Regions from separate parts of the Mus musculus genome. Here region 2 is linked to region 1. Evidence: chromatin contacts called from public HiCAR-type data. All regions are on one chromosome and are shown on one strand. Each heading gives the region's core, a stretch centred on a gene start, on an enhancer-like site or on the middle of the called end of the contact. The rest is flanking DNA. Distances are from core to core; before and after follow the strand shown.

Region 1 (4,806 bases), core at 190-2,689:
CTCTTCGGAGGCATTTATGCTCAATTCCTGTGTGACACTGAGCAGTAGGAAGGGCAGACAACTCCTGTGACACTGAGCAACATGAAGGACGGAACAATGGAGCAGTATTGCTATTAGACAATTGCAGAACAAAGTCCTGTCAACATCCCATATTTTGACAAGGTTCAAATATCACAGATACATTAATAATTCGTTATGTGTATGGTAGACACCCCATGCATGGTTCTTTTCCACCTTCCTATCTGGAAGCAGGCACATCTTAAGTAGACCCTCACAGTTGTCAGTATCCAGAGAGATGCAGGTTCAATGCAATATAAGCAGACACTGCATTCTGTTGGAAGACTCTCTAGCTCTCCTTTGATTTAGATTTATTCTCTGATCTCCTCTGATGTCTACTGACTAATGATTTTATTTTCTATTTCCTTGTATGGGGCAAATAAAAGCTGACACTGTATTTCGGCACTGGAGAGCAGAGCTTGCCTCTGCATCCATTGTGTCTGCATCTGAGTTCGGGGTCTGGCCCTTACTAATCTCGCCTATCCAGTCACATTACTTAACTTTAAGACCCTCAGTTTCCTCATTTCTGAAATGAGGATGATGAGATAGTGCCCTGTAAATTATTTATGCGCTACATGGTGAGGACTGCGTTTATAACATTTTAAACATAGTACATGCCACATAGGCCGTGCTTACTTTGAGTTCCCAATTCTAGAAACTAGAGTATCTTCCTATGATGGTAAAGGAAAATACAAGACTCTGTGCAAACTGATCTGTGCATATTCTGACTGTCAAGTTTCAAATTCCATTGCCTTTTAATAATTCTGTAAAATCCTGGCAACATACAGGTGGTATTGGATTGACCCTTGGCTTGGGAAATATGGGCTAAGAGGATTCTTCTCTCAATTACAATACATATTCTGGTTACTTGTGAGAAATTTAAAAAAAATAAGCTTAGGGCTTTTTGTTTGTTTGTTTTTACTATTGAAAGGTTGATCCACAAGATCACCAAGCTGTCCAGATGGAAGCTCAGATACAAACAGAATCATAATTGTTTCTTAAGTCAAAGGGTTATCTGGTACCAGTGGCTAGAGCACACAGCTCTAATCTCGGCTGACGAACTCAGGGCAGACATTGTAGAAAAAGTACATGGGAAACAGAAGAACTCCTCCAACATCCATGAGCTTCATGGTCACCGGAGACTTGGGAATCACAAGAAGCACTCATGCAAACTGACGTCTGGGAGTGACACACCTCCCATAGTTCTCATGTGCTGTCTGGAGAAATGGGGAGAGAACAAGGACACAGCAAATGTGAAGAAGCAGTCATCTTCCTACAGCCCAGCTCTTCCTCGACCACGTGGAAACTGCCAGTCTCTGTCAAGCCTCATGGTGTCTCAGAGAATATGCTGTCTGTACAGAGTCTTTTGTTTGGGCGCCTTCAGTCCGATGACTGGAGGCTTGGACAAAGTATGATGGGAAATCTACTTAGAAACTTTGAAGTCCTAGATGAGTAAAGGCATTATTTTTAGTGTTTTTAAACCAAATCTGCATCAAGGAGCAATTTGGGACAAACACTCCCACATGATGTTTTGAGTCTCAGCAAATTCTACTTGTGCTTCTTCCAGAATTGCTTACAATGGGAGATGCTGGTTTCCTTTCTTCTTTCCTGCAGCTGAAGCCATTAGAGGTAGTTGTAGACAATCTCCTGAAGTTGCTTATAATAGTCTGAAATTCGTGCACGTTAGTAAACAGGAAAGATGCCTCTCTTACTCAACAGCACGTCTGACTGCTTAGCATCTTATTCTCCTTTCAAGCAACACTTTATAGGAGAGTACATGTATTTTTAGATGAAAACGTTTAGATAATGTTTGAATTGAATTAGAATCGCATCATCCCGTTCCTCCCTTCAGCCCTCTCCAATGACTCTCCCCTAAATAACATCCATGCCCCATCCATACATTAATAGCCTCTTTTTCTTTATTTTTACTATTCATGTATCAGTGTGTATGCATGTACAAATATATATAAATACAAGTAATTGAGTCGTTTTGTTGTTTGTGGGTGACTATGTGGATTCAGAGCTGACTACTCTGCATTGGACAAACAAAAAGGACTCATCCCAGAGAGAGAGGCTAATTCCCCTTCTCCCATCAGTCATTGGTTGCCTGTACTTCTTTGTCTAGGGGTGGGACCCTATGAAAATTTCTCCCTTCCACATTACCTAGCCTGCTTTCTGGGGCTGATGTGGTCATGAGTCTTAGAAAAGACCTTACCACCTGTACTGGCTAGTTTTGTGTCAACTTGACACAGCTGGAGTTATCACAGAGAAAGGAGCTTCAGTTGAGGAAATGCCTCCATGAGATCCAACTGTAAGGCATTTTCCCAATTAGTGATCAAGGGGGAAAGGCCCCTTGTGGGTGGTGCCATCCCTGGGCTGGCAGTCTTGGGTTCTATAAGAGAGCAGGCTGAGCAAGCCAGGGGAGGCAAGCCAGTAAAGAACATCCCTCCATGGCCTCTGCATCAGCTCCTGCTCCCTGACCTGTTTGAGTTCCAGTCCTGACTTCCTTTGGTGATGAACAGCAGCTTGGAAGTGTAAACCGAATAAACCCTTTCCTCCCCAACTTGATTCTTGGTCATGATGTTTGTGCAGAAATAGAAACCCTGACTAAGACACCACCACAATTTTGATAGACTGGCATAAGTCTTTTCTACATTCTAAATCTTGTCCTTACATCCACAGGTACATGTAGCTACCACCGCTCACCAGACCCACTTCTCCTGACAGGAAATGGAGACCATTGCAGAAAACCACAACTAAACACAGCATAGAGATCAACAGATTGTGGGGAGCCTGGTCACAATGGCTTCATCTACATCACAGCTCATGCATTCGTAATGCAGGGAACACTGCTTGCTGAAGAAGGGAGAAAGGGTTGTAAGAGTCAGAATACAAGGGCATCTGCTGTAAAGTAGGCTTTCCTAGAAATGGCCACAGAAACAAGACCGAAACAACAGCAGTATCAGAGATCCCAGGGAGAACTTCGCAGGCACTCAGGGTTGACAAGCACTGACATAAACTAAAGGAGAGCTTCTGCTGCTAATACTCTAATGTGTGCATAGAGTTATCACTGACAGAGAAGCATTAGTCAGTTGTAGGAAATGGATGCATAGGTTGTGAACACATTTCCTGAGGATATTTTAAAGATTGCATTGACAATGAAAACCACGCATGAACAGATGGACTCAGAGATACTTCTCAAAATGGAATTCAACAGAACATCATTACTTGGTACAGACGAAGTCAAGAGCTCAGAGACCTTGTCAGGAGAGGCTAGGCTGAGTCACAGGAGGTCGATTTTAATTAACGGATGTCTAGTTATAGGTACTCAGGTGAGTGATAGCGTGAGTGACACTTTGACTTGATGCTCTATGACCAGCACCACCTACATGCAAGTCCTCATCTGTGTCACTCACCATTACACAGGAAAAACTTATAACGATGTCCCCATGTATTGGCCAGATGCTGTAAGACTAGCTCTATGGAATGTTTCCGAGAAATTCATAAGTAAATGTAAGAATTTTTGGATGGCGAATATAACGTAGACCACAAAGTTAAATCACGTGGAACAAAGCAGCTAGTCATTACTGCTTCAGGGTAGAGGATGCTGAGTTCCTATGGTGTGCCCTGTGTGAGCATGACAAGCATCTTCCCTGTCAGTTTGTGTAAGCCAGGGCACACCTAATTACATAACTCTCGACTCCTTTGCTTTGTTATGATTTTATTCTTGTCATTTCAGTTGCTTTCCAGAACTCAGAATTTAAATAGTATTTATGTATTTGTTTACACACCGGCTTCCTCCACTAGAAAAAGCAAGGCCAGGGGCATTATTCTTATTGGGGAGGGCATCTCTAGAATTGAAGACAATGATTGGCAAGCAAAATGCTCAATAAATATGAGTTGTATAAGTGAAGGTGCTTGCACACCAGACTTAAGCCAAGGTAAGGATAATATAAACCAGGGGTAGTGAAGAACACATTTAGAAGAAACTTCCTTTGGTCTAACAGGACAAAATGAGAGGTACCCACAGGACAGCAGAATGTTGGTGAAAGAGAAAGAGAATACTTCCTGCACTGTCTCTGAAGGCATTTGTTAATGTTATGCATGGACTGTTTCTTTGCTCCGGTTATCCGTTTAATTAGTTCCATGTGTGGACTCTTTCATCTCCAGAACTGATACATATTTAATGTTCACATTCCCAAGTGTCCTTGATATGGTGGCTACAAAGCTGAGCTTGAGAAACTCCCTGACTTGAGAAAAACAGAAAAAGCCTCTACAGAGGCCACTAACTGTATTGTGAAATCTATAAAGTCCTAAGAAGGCTGAGCTTTTTGGCTCCAAGTATCTTTATGGATACTTAATTCCAGTGGCATCCATGCAAATTCCCCAAAGCCTTTTGGAATGATCGGGGTTGATAGCAATCATGGCTGTGGTGTTGCTCACAATGTAGGCTGCAGGATGACATGGAGACCTTTGAAGAGTCCCAGGGTTAGGTGAGTAGATGCAAATATTCTCCCTATACAAATCATAGCTACCTGCTTATAGGAGTCACGAGCTTGTTAAAGGACCATCAATCTTTTATTTTTCTACAGAACTTCCAACAACAGCACCAGGGACACAAACAGGTGGCTGCAATTGGCTACTGCTCCTCTAATCTTGTTCTTAGGGAACACAATTTGTATTTCAAAATCAGACCACAGACTTAACTCTGGGGTGGAGTGAAACTCAGTTGGTCATGCTCATTTAAGA
Region 2 (4,842 bases), core at 347-2,846, 120 kb before region 1:
TACGCTCAGTGCCTTAGTGCATACATATGCTTTCTACTTTTTAACAATTTATCTGAGAGCAAATTCACTTTACCACATATGGCTAAGCACAGAACACCCCTTTTCTCCAATTTTTTGGCTGGACTATGTCTATTGCTCTGCCCCCAATAACTCACCGAGGAGGGAGAACATCATAGCATATACCCAGAGTTCAAGTGATGTACTCTACAAGCTGATTTAAACGAGCTGATTTAGACTCTTGCATAGAACCCTGGCAGTTGAAAAAGCCACCATCAGTAGACCAAGATGATAAAGCTCTCTGCTCAAGAACTGGGTGAACAGGGCCAGACGGTGTGCAGAGAGTGAGGGCCCTTGGGATGCTCGGCCCTAAGTGGGATCCCTTCATGCAAACCCTCCCCTCAGAGCTCAGGAAACCCCGTGGAAGAGGAGGCAGAAAGAGCCTAAGATCTAGAGGGGACAGAGGACACCAAGGAGACAGGGCCTACTAAACCCATCTGAACACGCAGAGGCAGAGGCCTGCACAGGGCTGCGATGGGGTCCTGGAGGTGAAAGAAGAGGCAGATGTGTCCCATCCTTAACACAGAAGCTATCTACAGCTGATAACCGCTTCAAATAAAGCATTAGGTTTCTCAAAGGGAGTCTCGCTGGAGAAACTACTCTTCAGGTTAGGCTGTGCACCCAGCGGACATGCAAAACTAACTCAATTGCATTTTTGGAAATTCCCACTTTCATAATGTTGTGTCTTGGCATCCCCCTCCTCCTCCTCTCTCCTCCCTCCCCTCCCTCCCTCCCTCTTCCTCCCTTTCTTTTTAAATTTGTTTTCCTACAGGTCCTTTGCAAGGCACAGAAAGGGGGGAGGGACCTGAAGAGGAGGGGAGGTGTGTGTGTGTGGGGGGGGGGGGGACTGGGAGCAGTAGAGGGAAGGGAAACCATAATACAGATACATTGTATGGATCCCCCCCCCCCCCATCCGAGACAGGGTTTCTCTGTGTAGCTCTGGCTGTCCTGGAACTCACTCTGTAGACCAGGCTGGCCTTGAACTCAGAAATCCACCTGCCTCTGCCTCCCAAGTGCTAGGATTAAGGACAAATATTTTTAATAATATGGAAAAAAAGTAAAATTCAGTTTTCCCAATTCACAATTTCACAATTAGGTGGCAAATGAATCAATAAGCTGCCTCCACTAGAGGGCAATATTTCTCTATATTGGATTCAAATGAACCTGGCCCTAAGCACAGAAACTGATTTGAGAATCTCTGGCCCCTATGCCTCTCCCGGCGTGAGGTCTTGCTAAACGGGACAGCACTTTAATTTATAATATATTCACACATACAAAAGAAGGCAACCGGTTTCAAACTAACTTAATTTGGCTCAAGTTACCTGCCTTTGATGATACATCATTTTGGGATGTTCTGTTAAACGGAGGTCATGGGCCCAAGCCCAAGGAAATCTACTGAGAGCGGGAGGGTGCCTCCCTCCAGAGACAAGCGACGTTCAGGTAGCCTGTGGGATGCACACAATTGTATTCCGAGCCGTATGACACATTTCAAACAGCGCCTTGGGTGAGAGCCTGCCTGCCAGGAAAACCCTGACTCAGTATCTAAGATTCAGAGCTGCTCTCTCCAAATAGTATGCTAGGCTTTCCCTGGGAACTGTCTGCGCCTGCCCTGATTAAAGCGAATCTTGCAAAAAAAGGGTGGCTCACCTAGTTCTGACAACTTGTACATGGAGGACTGGGGTAGGGTCCCCTAGCAAAGCTGGACAGGACAGCTACTTTTATAAAGAAAGTACTGGGGCTAGAGAGATGGCTCAGTGGTTAAGAGCACCGACTGCTCTTCCAAAGGTCCTGAGTTTAATTCAAGCAACCACACGGTGGCTCACAACCATCTGCAATGTGATCTGGTGCCCTCTTCTGGTGTGCCCAAAGACAGCAAAGAAAGTACTCTCCAAAGCGAAGCTCATACTCAACCCATGAATAAAACAATCAGTGAACAGGAGTCTCAAGAATGATGCCAAACCATTCCCCATTCAGGGTCAGAATGACAAGAACGTGACAGAACACCTGCCTTGGGATGGAGAGGTGGCTCAGTGTTTAAGTACATGTGCTGTTCTTTCAGATTCAGCCTTATGCAACACGTAGGAAGCACACTTAATTCTCTCTAAATATAGGTCATAATCTGAATGGCCACAAGAGTTCCCCAGGGTGACTGAATCTGCTCTCTCCACGGCAGGTGTGGAGATGGCTCCCACGTGACTCACCCCAGGGGCCAGGATTTCAGGATCAGGCTGGGTGCACAGAGGGCTGAGAGTCTGTTCTAGTCAATCTCACAAGGCAGCCTGTGTTCTGGGTGGGCTGGTAACAATTACAAGCAGGAGTAGCACTCATTGGGACCCGCTCTGGCATGGTGTCAAGGTGTCACAAGGGAGGGATGGGAAGGCAACCTGAGAAATGGAGCAGTCGTAGTGACGTCTGGTCGTGTCCAGTCTCAAACTGGTGGGTCACCCAAAAACAGAGGCTCAGGGACTGAGGCTGGGCCCATGATGGCCAATACATGGTGGCCAGGGTTTAGCAAAATGTCTTCTTTTTTATTTTTAATTTTAAAGAAATTATGTGTTCGGGCTGGTTATATGACTAAGTGGTAGAGTGCTTACCAAACATGTGAGAGGCCCCGGGTTTGCTTCCAACCCCTCCCCCTGAATCTACCCCTGCTAAATCTCCCTCACGCACACTATAACCTTGGCTCCCACTCTAGTCTCTACTATAACCTTGGCTCCCACTCTAGTCTCTACTATAACCTTGGCTCCCACTCTAGTCTCTACTATAACCTTGGCTCCCACTCTAGTCTCTACTATAACCTTGGCTCCCACTCTAGTCTCTACTATAACCTTGGCTCCCACTCTAGCCTCCCGAGTCTGCATCTGATGCCACTGTGTTCTCTTATGTTGAATATTTTTACATTTTCTTCTCGACTTGCCTAGAGACAAAAGTTCTACATCTTTATCTCTACTTTCTTAGCCTCCTTTTTTTTTTTTTTTTTTTTTTTTTTAAAGAAAATGTTATTAGGGAATACAGAACTCTCTTAAGAATTGTTTGCTAAACTTTCAGAACCCCCGATTTAACCTCATAAAAATGCATGATGTCTATATTGTACAAATGAAGAGGAAATTAGCTTGTCATTCACTGTTAATGAGAGCTTATATGTGTTCCCAATGTTCTCCACACTATCTCCTATTCTAACAGCAATGAGAGCGCTGGTTGGAGTGGCACGAACAAATCTTCCCCGAGGTGTCTCGCCCCTCTGTCTACAGCAAGTATATCCAGATCTAGACAGAGCAGAGACACGCCCTGCCCTGCCCCGTGCACCCAGCATGCTTTGCGCTCAGTTTTGGCTTTGAGTTTTCTTTATCGTTGCTAATATCGCATCTCACTGAAGCTTCTTTGCTGCACTCATATTCTCCACCATTTTGCCAGATGAGCATTTGGACACTAGAATGAGAAGGACCAGGGAGGACAAGAAGGCTGGGACAGACAACATGCTTCCCAACAGGCAATGGCTAATGGCTATCCGCTTTGAGTGGTTTAGTCTGCTTCACCAAGTTCCATCTTCTTGATTTAAAATCTGAAAAGGACTCTGAAAGTGTAGTGGGAAATCTGAGAAGGGAAATGACTGTGTGGCAATATGTCGTGTACCTGTTTTCTCATTATACTGTTTTTAATTTGTTTTCCATGGGATATAGGATTATGTTTGTCTTCTTTTCGCAAAAGGTGGTAGTACAGCATTTGTTTTGGGGGGGGGGGCAGGCTGCTTGCTCTCCACTTGTATCTGCCTCCCTAACAGCCCAGAAACTTAACTACAAATTACTTTGCCAATAGACTAAACTCACGGAGCACGCTTCTTTGACACACACAGAGCAAGTTTCTTCTTTTGTGAGGATCAATGGAGATAAGGCACACGAAGAGCCTGAGTCTTCCTGGGGTCTTTCATTCTACGTGTATTTGCCTGTTCTGTGTTGTGTTAGGATCCTTTATGCTGTCACGGGGAGCAAATGAGTCAGGCTGATAGATTGTGTTCAACAGTGCATAGTTCGGGTAGAACAAACGGTGTTTATTCTAAGGAGACCATGCAGAACACAGCCAGTGGCCTGGAAAGATCAAAGAAACCTGCAGTATGAACTTAACTGTGCTAGAACTGGCGGGGCAACCCTTGGAAAACACAGTGATGCTGCAGTTGTCCCCTTCAGGTCACCTCTGCTTCACCAATGCTCTCATCTTCTTCCTCGACCCAGGAACGCTGCCTGTTAAATGCATCTGGTGGCCACTTTCTGGGAGAATCACCCTCAGGTGACAGGAGCTGAGTAGGACGTTATATCTGCAGGCATCCTGCAGTGGTATGAGGGAATGGGTATCAAGCTCATATCGCTGAAGGTGAGAACCGTCCATGAGCAACCATGGATGATCCAGGGCTCCCTGTGTGGTCAGAGTGAGCGTATGAGCCAACCCCCCTTTGCTTGTCCTCGTGCCTGAGCTGCTTCTCTGCTTCCCTGCTAGGCTTCTCCTTAGAGCATCCTGTGCACAAACCACCTGGACAACGATCTGCGTCTCAAGCTAAGCCTTCACGAAGCCCTACCTCTGACCTCAGAGCAGATTTGAGATTTCACTGCCATTGGATAGAGAGTGCAAGAGTTGACTCTCTGCTCTCACGGCAGGGGGCTGATTTAAAGAATGCAGGCTTTCAATTCTAGAGTTCTTAATACAGTTTATGCCCTGGCATTCGCTCAGTCATGATCTTTATTCATATCTCCTGGAGGGAGATCAACAGGAGAAGGATTAAAAGTTTTTAAA

Evidence for each region. HiCAR-type assays count read pairs that join an accessible place to other places.
Region 2: a HiCAR-type map of PVALB interneurons shows a contact between it and region 1, with 4 times the contacts expected there. The contact joins two enhancer-like sites. A contact is called at or near these places in 1 of 39 promoter capture datasets (hippocampal neurons), 6 of 15 datasets of contacts at CTCF or cohesin (the NIH/3T3 cell line, embryonic stem cells, hippocampal excitatory neurons and 1 more), 167 of 484 Hi-C or Micro-C datasets (the 3T3-L1 cell line, 3T3-L1-derived adipocytes, 8-cell embryo and 96 more), 14 of 115 datasets of contacts at active chromatin or transcription factors (the NIH/3T3 cell line, PVALB interneurons, SST interneurons and 10 more) and 4 of 9 other capture datasets (adipose tissue, embryonic stem cells, liver and 1 more).

Annotation. Positions count from the first base shown.
Region 1 is chr10:116,072,899-116,077,704 of GRCm38.p6, reverse strand. All of the region lies in intron 2 of Ptprr (protein tyrosine phosphatase, receptor type, R), which reads right to left. Among named protein-coding and RNA genes, the nearest start is that of Taf7l2, 39 kb to the left of the region's middle. Within about 2 kb of position 1,439, at least 2 of the 459 cell types and tissues checked have an H3K27ac peak or open chromatin away from gene starts, as enhancers often do. A contact at or near this core is called in PVALB interneurons and SST interneurons, where this site is marked.
Region 2 is chr10:116,193,870-116,198,711 of GRCm38.p6, reverse strand. The region is part of intron 6 of Ptprr (protein tyrosine phosphatase, receptor type, R); the gene reads right to left. Among named protein-coding and RNA genes, the nearest start is that of Taf7l2, 82 kb to the right of the region's middle. Within about 2 kb of position 1,596, at least 45 of the 459 cell types and tissues checked have an H3K27ac peak or open chromatin away from gene starts, as enhancers often do. A contact at or near this core is called in PVALB interneurons and SST interneurons, where this site is marked.